Regions from separate parts of the Mustela erminea genome. Here region 1 is linked to region 2. The links are chromatin contacts, called in public Hi-C maps. All regions are on one chromosome and are shown on one strand. Each heading gives the region's core, a stretch centred on a gene start, on an enhancer-like site or on the middle of the called end of the contact. The rest is flanking DNA. Distances are from core to core; before and after follow the strand shown.

The links. A called contact is a pair of places that touch in the nucleus more often than the background predicts.
Region 1: a contact with region 2 is called in a Hi-C map of fibroblasts, with 2.8 times the contacts expected there. The contact joins the promoter of AKAP6 here to the promoter of ARHGAP5 in region 2. A contact is called at or near these places in 2 of 3 Hi-C or Micro-C datasets (fibroblasts and spleen).

Annotation. Positions count from the first base shown.
Region 1 is chr5:82,901,708-82,906,374 of mMusErm1.Pri, reverse strand. AKAP6 (A-kinase anchor protein 6) reads right to left here and starts at 2,631. Exons shown (of 15, transcript XM_032344004.1): 1 at 2,539-2,631.
Region 2 is chr5:82,751,876-82,756,828 of mMusErm1.Pri, reverse strand. It overlaps ARHGAP5 (rho GTPase-activating protein 5), which reads right to left and starts at 1,703. Exons shown (of 7, transcript XM_032344000.1): 1 at 1,599-1,703.

The sequences.
Region 1 (4,667 bases), core at 1,382-3,881, 150 kb before region 2:
ACTGGCATAAAGTAACTTCCCTGCCCCTTCCTGCAATATAACCACAAACCCTTGTTTCTACTCTTTTCTCAACCCTTCTCAGTCAGGGCAAAGCCCAGTTTTCAGTTTCCTAAATGGGGCCTGGGCCGCCACAATGATTTTTCACACAGTCATTTCAAACTCTCGCTTCTGGAAGACTGAAAGAGACGTCTAATAGCCGACCGGTTATCCAGCACATACTGTGTTCTAGGCTCTTATCTCAACTTCGTCTTCACAACAATTTATAAGACAGATGAATTATCCCTGTTTTACAGATAAGGCAATGAGAGCACAAAGAAACTGAATAACCTCTGTCCAAGGTCACACAATTAGTAAGCAATACAGCAGGCTCTGAACTCAGGTCTGTCTAATCCTAAACTCATGTTCTTTAAAATAATAATGGGGGGCGGTCCTTACCTAGCACCAGGTGTCGGCACTGATCTAAACACTCTTCAAATCTAACTTATTTAATCTTCACAACAAATCTAGAAGAGAGGTACTACTTTTACCACTGCCGTTATTATGCAGATGAGAAAACTGAGGAAGAATGAGATTCAAAAATTCCAAAAGTTTCCAAGTCCCTAACTGGCAGGCTGTTAAGTATTCAGGCCATAAGCACAGCACACACTGCCCCCTCATTTTCCCTGTAACTTTCTGCATTCATTCATTCAAATGTTGTGTAGCCCTCTTCTATGCACCTGACATCTTGCCAGGTATCGCAGAAAGAGAACTAGTATTTGACACCTGCCCTCAGAGGACATTAACAGAATGTGAAGCCAAGAGCACTATAATATGCCGGGAGACCTCACTGAGCACTGCGAGGGAGTTGAATTTGGAGAGATAGGAAGAATGATCCAGGAAGGCGGGGTGGGGGGGGGGGGTGGGGAGGGGTGGGGGGGGTGGGGAGGGGTGGGGGGGGGTGTAATATGAGCAAAGGTAAAAATAAGAAGGAGGACTAGGGAGAAGAGAAGGACCCCCCCCCCACACACACACACACACCACACACCACACACAAAGCCAGATTCTCTATTGCTGTTTTATGTATTCGTTATCTCATTTAATCTTCATGGCAGACACTTAAGACATCTTCATTTAGCAGATAAAGAAAATGAGGGGGGGGTGGGAGGTTGGGGTACCAGGTGATGAGTATTATAGAGGGCACAGATTGCACGGAGCACTGGGTGAGGTGAAAAAATAATGAACACTGTAATGCTGAAAATAAATAAATTTAATTAAAAAAAAAGAAGAAAGAAAGAAAATAAGGTGTAGAAAGTCCAACAACTAACTCAGTCACACATCGGCCAAGGAACAGAGCCAGGTTTGTCTGCTTCTGACACTCCTCCTCTCAACTGGGAGCCTCTTTCCCATAGGTGAACCCAAACTTAGAAGGCCAAGGAGTCAGGCAAAGCACCAGCAAAGCCAGGCAGCATCTAACCATTCTGATTTCTAGATCTCTTTATCTTTGTCCCAGACCCCAGGGGAGTATGTGCTTTTTCAATGTCAAAGCCTCTCCCTTTGTATTCCCACTCCAAACAAGCTCCCTTTCTATAGACTGACTTATGACTTGCCTGTCCAAATAGAGAGTAGGCCTCTAGAGCCAGCTGAGGGCCTGGCTGAAGACAAGCTGTCTGCTGTTGGGGCCCACTGGTGGAGACACAAACTAGGCCTAGGGAACCTCAAGAATCCCCTAACTCAGACCCCTCAGTTTGGAGAAAAAAGTGGAGAACCAGAGAGAGAAAGGGAGGGAGTCGCTAAAGGCATTCTCTCACCCCACCACAAAACAAAACAAAACCCTAAGCTCCATGAAAGTGCTTTGGCAAGTGGAGGTCTGAAATTCCTACAACAGCCTGGAGAGAAGGTAACTAAGGTTCTGCCTTCCTGCAGAGTCGGTCTTTAAATGCCGGTGCTGCTAAGACTAAAAAGAGCAAAACTGTTTTCTTAGCAAAGTTCAAGCTTGACTCAAATTTTGTGTTGTCGGGATGAGGGTACGGGTGGGGGGCATCTAAATGTGAATCATCAGCTCCTACTCAGCAAGCTGGGGACTGCGATGTTTTGGGAAAGCACGCCTTCTTGAGACCCTGGGTTTGCTCTCTTTCCTCCGCAGGGAAAGCAGGCCCTGATGTTCCATCACCCACCTACAGCTTCTTACAGCATGCCTTTTATAGCACCCGCAGCCTCTAATAGGAGCAGAGGAGTCGTGATGCTTCTGCCATTTTTCCCTTAGGTGGCCGACAACCCAGCCTTGAAGGAATAGACCCAACCAGTGCAAAAGAGAATCTGCTATCCAAAGAGCAAAAGCAGTACCCACTGCATCACTGTCAGAATGTTTAAAATGTATATCAAGATCATTATTCATCAAACTTTCCCTCTGGGAACAGATATAGTCCGTTCCTCTTTCTAAGGCCAAAGGACTGCGTGTTACCTTCCATTAATATCTCCCTGTCACTCTTCAGTTCCACTTCCACCAATCATCATATTAGACTATAGCCAAAAGACACAACTTTTTAAAAATGTACTTACCTTAATGTGCTCATAGTATTTATAGGTCAGCTTCCCTGCTGGCTACTTTTAGTGCAGCTATACAGCGTGTGAAGAGGATTTCTTCTCATTCTCTCTGGTATAGGTAAAATCCTTAGAGGGAGCAGCGCCTAGGTATGTTTAAATAAAACAGACCAATAATGACCTTGGGCTATATCATTCACACAATAGTGGTAGGATATGCTTTTTTTTTTTTTTTTCCTAGTTAAGATTTATCGACCAAAGTAAGGTGAAGTATTAGGAAACTAGAGATTGGATGACTTAATGGTGAAGAAGTTGGACCATTCCTTCTTTCTTTAAATTCTATCTTTCCCTAAACACACCTCTATGTTTGCCTCCTATCCCTCTAACCACTCACAGTTAGGTTTCTTTATGCACCCTTCTAATTCTATCAAGCCCTTACAAGTTGGTATTTCCCTGAACAAATTCATCTACTCCCATGTCTATATCATTCTCAAATCTGTACTGAAAATCAAAGTCTGTATTCAATCAAATCAAATATGCACTCAAATCAAATCTGTACTCAAATCAAAACTGGTATCTCTCTTCAGAACTTCAGACCCAGGCACCTGGGTGGCTCAGTGGGTTAAGTGTCTATCTTCAGCTCAGGTTGTGATCTCAGGGTCCTGGAATTGAGCCCTGTATCAGGCTCCCTGCTCAGCGGAGAGTCGCTTCTCCCTCTCCCTCTGCCCTACCACTCACGCATGCTCACTCTCTCTCAAATAAATAAAATTTAAAAAACAAAAAACAACTTCAGACTCATTCATCTGATTGCCAATTACACATCTCTAGGATTTCCCACAAACCCATGAGACTCAACATGTAAAAAATTGAACTCATCATCTTCTCTATCACCTTCCCATACCATTTTCTTTTGCTCTGTTCTCTGTCTCATTGATGGCACCACCTTCTATCATTGCCCAAATCAGAGACTTTGGAATCCTCTCCCACTCTTCACTCCTCCTCACCCAAGTTCCCTCACATCCAATCAATTTCAAGAACTGTCAGTTCCCTCTCTTTTCTCCACTCTCACTGCTATTAGCCTAGTGTACAAGTTAAAGTCATCATTTCCCAAATTTGAGATGTCTATCAACTGGTTCTCCAGTCCCTACTTAAGTACTTCTAATTCATTTTTTTATGCTATACCCAGTGATCTTTCTAATATGTATAGCTAAGCATGTGATACCTCTCACTAAAAATCCTTCTGTGGCTCCACTCTGCTTTTAGGATGAAGTCTAAATGTCTTAACCAGCTGAGGAGATTCTAAATGACTTGCTTCCATATACCTTTCCAGCCTCATCCTTCATTAGAATTCCTTCATGTTTCATGTTCCAGCCACAATGAATCTCTTTGATCTTCAAACCTGATGTTTTCTCTCTTGCCTCCTAGCCTTCCTGGAATCACGGAATTACATAGAGAAAACAAAATGAAAAATACCCATATCAGGGCTTTCCACCAACTTCATCCTTATCTTTAGGAAATTCAATTGAATTCAATGAACATTTATTGATTGCCCACCAAAGGAAAAACAATCCCTTGCCAGCTGCATAGAACTTACTATGTAAGACATATTCCAAGCCATGGAACTTGCAATTTCATTGCTTCTCTTAAACCTGAGTTTAAAAGGTCAAGTCTCTGAACTTTAATTCCTTTCCTCAAACTTAAGTTCAAGCCATACAAAGAAACTATCTGTCCCCAGTACACTTGGCATGTGCCTGGATTCACTTTCACTGAATGTTTCACCCCCTTCTCTACCAAGCCAGCGACAACAACGTATCTTCTCTCTACTCTGCACTTCAAAGAAGCCCCAATTGGTTGTTAATGCCTAGATTACAAGGCTCTAACTTTCTGTTAGCTTTCTCATCTGTTGCTGAAGTCACTACAACTGGTATTGATCACCCAGTATTCCCAGGAACCAGAAACCCTATGTTTAGTAGCTATGTGGGGGTTAGATTGTTAAGTTTAAAAGACTAAGGCTTGGAAGAGGGGTGGGGGAGGAGCCATCCTGAAGAAATTTAATATCCAGCATTCCTGATTGCCCCTGGTCACACACAAAGCAACACGATGGAGCTAGGCAAAGAACACCTGTCTAGAATCAAAAGACTATATTC
Region 2 (4,953 bases), core at 454-2,953:
CATGCCCCGCCAACACCTGTAGAAAGCAGCAATGGCAAAGATCAGTAAATACAACGTACTCCACCGTTTTACACTTGACTCTTAAAAAAAAAAAAAAAAAAAAAAAAAGGTAGTTGCTTAACTATAACAAAGAAAAAAGCAAATTTTCGTTAGGAGCTTAAAAATGGGTGTACACACAATCTGTATACCTATTTTGGTCTAGGTCTAAAAACACTTAAAACTCCCACTTATTAAGCATGGGCCAAAACTGGATTTCTATCATATGGCGTAAGTATAAGCGTCTCCCTACAACTTTCCCGGAATTTTACCAAACATCCTAATAGTTTGCCTTTACTTCCGAGCACCTTTCGGCGCCAGCTACACCCACAGTCTCCACCTCACTTGCATTTCTAATAACGCTGTAGAGGGAGGGTGTGAGGGAGTGAGTATTTATGTGTGGATAAGTGCGCGCGCGCTCCCGCGCGATTCCCCACCCCCACCCCGATACTTTTCTTTAGTGGAAACAGAGGGAGAATCTAGAGGTTATTCTCACAAAAACTCAGTATCAAAGCCTTAACCCAGCCGCAGTCAACTGGTAAGACTCCGCGTTTTCGTTGCGCAGTGCAACTTCTCACACCCTACCCCGAGCTTTCGCAGCAGATGGGAAATTGGTGAAGAGAACCCAAGGAGAAGTGGGGGAGATCGGGAAAAAGTGGAAGGGCCGATCCCCTTGAAAGGCGCTTAAGTTTGCAACCAAGATTATGTTTCCGCGAATATGCGCCTACTCCCTCTCCCCTTCCAGGTGGAACTCGTTAACAGCAGCAACCCAGCCAACAGACACCGCCACCTTCCCTCCCCTCGTACCATCGGAGAGCAAGGCAAGTGAGGGCGGCGGGCGAGAGCGGACGCCTGGCGGGGCCGGCGCAATCCTCGGCCACCACCAGGCCTCCACCGACCCCGGCCGCGTCACCTGTGGAGAAAGCGCCCCCTCCCCCGGCCTCTCTGCCCTTCACGCCGACCGTACCCCCGCCCCCCGTGGCAGCCGCTCCCCGCTCGGCCTGCGAGGACAGAGCTCGGCGCCTGGCTCCCTTCCGTGCTTGCGGGGCCCCAGCGCCTTGAACTGGTTACAACCGGCGGCGGCTACCGAGCGGGGCAGCCGGTGGCGCGAGGGTCCCAGTCGGGGAGGGGGGAGAGCGGACAGGCCCAGAAGAACGGGGATCGCAAGGTCCTACCTAACACCGTCGGTCTCCTCCGTCTCCTCCTCAACGGCAGCGGCCCCGGCGGTGGCGGCGGCAGCGACATTCCTGGGGAGCGCTCCCGCCGCCGCCGCCTCCTCCTCCTCCACTCTCTGCTCGCCTCTCTTCCCCGGCGCGCTCACCAAGCGCCGCGTCCCTTCAGCCACCTCCCCCCGCCCTCCCCAACACACACACGCCCCGAAACCTTAAGCCCTACAGCTCCCGCAGTCGGGTAACCCACCCTCCCACCCTCCCTCCCGCCACCAGCGGCGGCCCCGTCCCTCCCCCCTTCCCCTGTGCCCGCCGCCGCGCCGGGCTCAGTAATGGCGGCCACTCCGGCTCCCTCGCGCTGACGGATCTCTCTCCCTCTCTCCCGAACTTTACCTCAGCATCTCTCCCGGCGCGCACCGCCGGAACGCACGCGCGCGCGCGCAGCCACACACCCGGCCGGGGGCGGAGCGGCGGCGCAGCCTCGACGGGGCGCGCGCGAGCGCGCACCCGCGCACCCGCACCGCCCTCCCCACAATTCCCCGCCCCCGCCGCCCTCACCTCGCGGCGCCTCCCGCGCCGCGCGCCCGACTGGGCCCGCCCCTGCCCTCGTCTCCGGGGAGCCTGGGAAGGCGCGAGCGCTCGGGCCGGAGGGAGGGGAGCAAGCGCGGGGCCGCGTCCTCGCTCGCGTCCGGGCTCCCCCATTGGCTTCTCCCCTCCCCCTTCTTCCTCCGCCTCTCCCACCCATTGGTTCCCTCTCCTACTCTATTCCTTCTCACCTTTTCCCTTTTACCCATTGGCGTGGGTATTTTTCCTCAGCTTTCCCTTTTCTCCGTATTCTCCTTCTCCGTCCCATCCTCCACGCTTTAGAAGCTGCAGACCATGCAGCCCTGAGCGCGGTCGTCTCCGAACCTTCCCTGCTTTCTCCCTTTCCTTCTGTTCCGGTTTCTGGCTGAAACTGAGAGCAAACCACAATACTGCAAAGGAACCTGATATTGTGTTAGCCGTTGCAAAACATCGTACGGGCACCGAAAGATTCTCGATAAATCCCCCTACGGTCTCAGAGCATTAAAGAATTCAAGGGAGAAAAATATGCGCCCTAGCTTGTTCGCGGGGACATGCTCTCATGTCTACTCCTACGTGTGCAGCCAGTTTTCCGCCTGGGGATCGCTCGCCAACTACAGACATCACCCGCCCCGGACCTGGTGCCATGCTCACCCAGAAGGCAAAACTCCATACGAGCTAGAATCCCTTTCTCCGCCCACACCGCACGGACTCAGACAGGCCCATGGTTTATTCCGTTCTTATGGAAGTTAAGCGAGATACCAAGATTTAGGGGCTTAGGGTGGCCCCAAAGACCCGGTTCACACCACTACCAGCCCAACCTTAGGAACCAGGCTTTTATTATCCTACCTTAAGTGTATTCAGTGTTTTTTGAGACATGGAAATTTTTCAAGTTTGGGGGTACACTGGGTTTTCGTTGTATTTCTCTTCCGAGCATTGGTATTGAAAGGTGAAGAAAAGATGGACGGTAGAAAAAAATACCTTTCTTTTTTTACCATTGAAGAAACTGAAGTCTTGTGACTTTCCCAAGGTCATCAGAATCTGTCTCATAGAGAGGTTTTAAAATAGTTGCCAGTAGATAAAAGAATGAGCAGAAACATAAATCCACCCCAATTTGTTAAGTCTAAAAGAAGTAATTTGGGGGAGAACTTCTCTCTGGGGAAAGCTTTGTTTCCTATCTTGAAAACAGTTCATCATCAGTAAAGTTAATGTATGAAAAATCTTTTAAGTTCCAGTTACTCTTTATTTCTTATGTTACATAAGGTACTGAAGTTAGCCAAGTTTGCTTCCTTGTGTTATAATGATACAGCTACTGCCAACCAGAAGTACCTTTATGGTCTGTTGGTAAATTGGAAAAACAAAAACTGCCTTTTGGTAAAAATCAGAAAATATTTGTCAGTAAATCTATCACAATATTCCAGCACAAGTTTGTTCCACACTTCTCCCCCTCTACTGTTCACATTTCTCAAAGGTAAACTTAACAAAGTAGAAGAGACATGTTTAATTTCTCTATGTCTCTTACTCCTCCCTAATTTTAAAAAGGCATCACTGAAATCCCTTACTCCAGCCACTTTCTTGCATCTGAATGGTACCAAGTAGGTTAAGTAGTTAAGGTCCTTAGGCACTTCTTTCTTTTAGTTACAAACCATAGGCAAGGAAAGATGCAAAAGAAAACATGCAATGGAAGTAAATATAGAAAGGAAGGAAAAAGAGGAGAAGAAGAAATTGGGGAAAGAGAATGGAATTGTCGATGTGAGGTTCTAATGCCATAAGTACCCATACCACTTGTGCAGGTTGGAAAGTTCGTGCATTTAAATCTATTTCTTGACCTTTGTACTAAGAGTCCTTAAAAATACAGTAATCGATTCAGAGTCACGACTTACACTCTAAAATGTTAACTGTTATGGAGTGTTGTCCACCCTAAAGATATTTTGAAAATTACTTCCTAAATAATCAGAAATTTCATAACTATGGACATGTATCAACATAAACTCAAGTCAAATAAATCAGGGCTTTTAAAAGAAGGATCATCATATAAAGAAGGTGAAAATTACACCTTAGTTACCTGATAATGCTTCCTTTAAAACAGGACATGATTCTAAAGGGTCAAGACATGATTCTGGAGGGAAAAACAAGTCTTGAAATGTTACATTCTCATAATGAAGACCCAGAAAATGTAACAAACAAAGCCATGATTTTCAAAGGATACTTTTCATAGCTGACATTACTGTTAGTCCTCCTACATCATCTATCTTGATTTATGGGGTCTGGAACTTTAAAACTTTGCTCCTTATCAGTACTAGTAGTCTAAAGCTGCTTACCAATATAAAAAAATTAACATATTTTATTGTTTTTATATTACTTGTTCTACTCAGAAAATAAAACGTACATTTTTATGTACAAATAAAAATCTGAACATGGGAATTGGAGGCCAAAGTTCTGTGCTTGAAAATGCTCAAATATTTACAAATAAAAGGCAATAAAGGGGGGAAAAAACCAAGGAATAAGATGGCATTTTTAAAGTTGATCAGGAGCCATACCTTCAGAGAAATAGCTTTAAACACCCACGCTTGCCACCCCAAAGGAAAAATTTTGAAAAAAAATAATGTATTTTTTACACACACAAACATACACACACACATGAGAGAGAGAGAGAGAGAGAGAGATCTCAGATCATTTACTCTTCTTTTCTAAAATAAAAAATTAAGTACTTATTCTGTTGTACTGGATAATTTAAAACACCTGAAGCTTTGTTCTTCATTTACTTTGAAAAAATTAGCAGAATAAGATTTTGGTCAGGCATTTTAGGTTTTTAAGTTAAATATTCTCCACAAATTGCTAGTTCTTTAACACATCCTAATAAAATATTAATATGCGTGGTCTTTCTAAGATCAAAAGAAATGACAGCCATAAATGTTATCAAAATCCCAGCTCTATCATCAGTGGTAACAGTACAATATTTAGATGTTTGATGTGATTTGACTTCAAAAGAATTTACCCTATAGAAGCAGCTGCACCCCCTGCTGGAAATCTCTGATCATAACTACTTTGGCTTTTATAGCCTCAACTAAGAACAAATGAAAGGCCAAATAAAGGGCCTTTGCATTCATAATAAAGTTGACCAATACTTGTTGCTTGTCTGATACAAGACAAGCTTCTGGAGAACAAACTACTTCAGAATGTCACC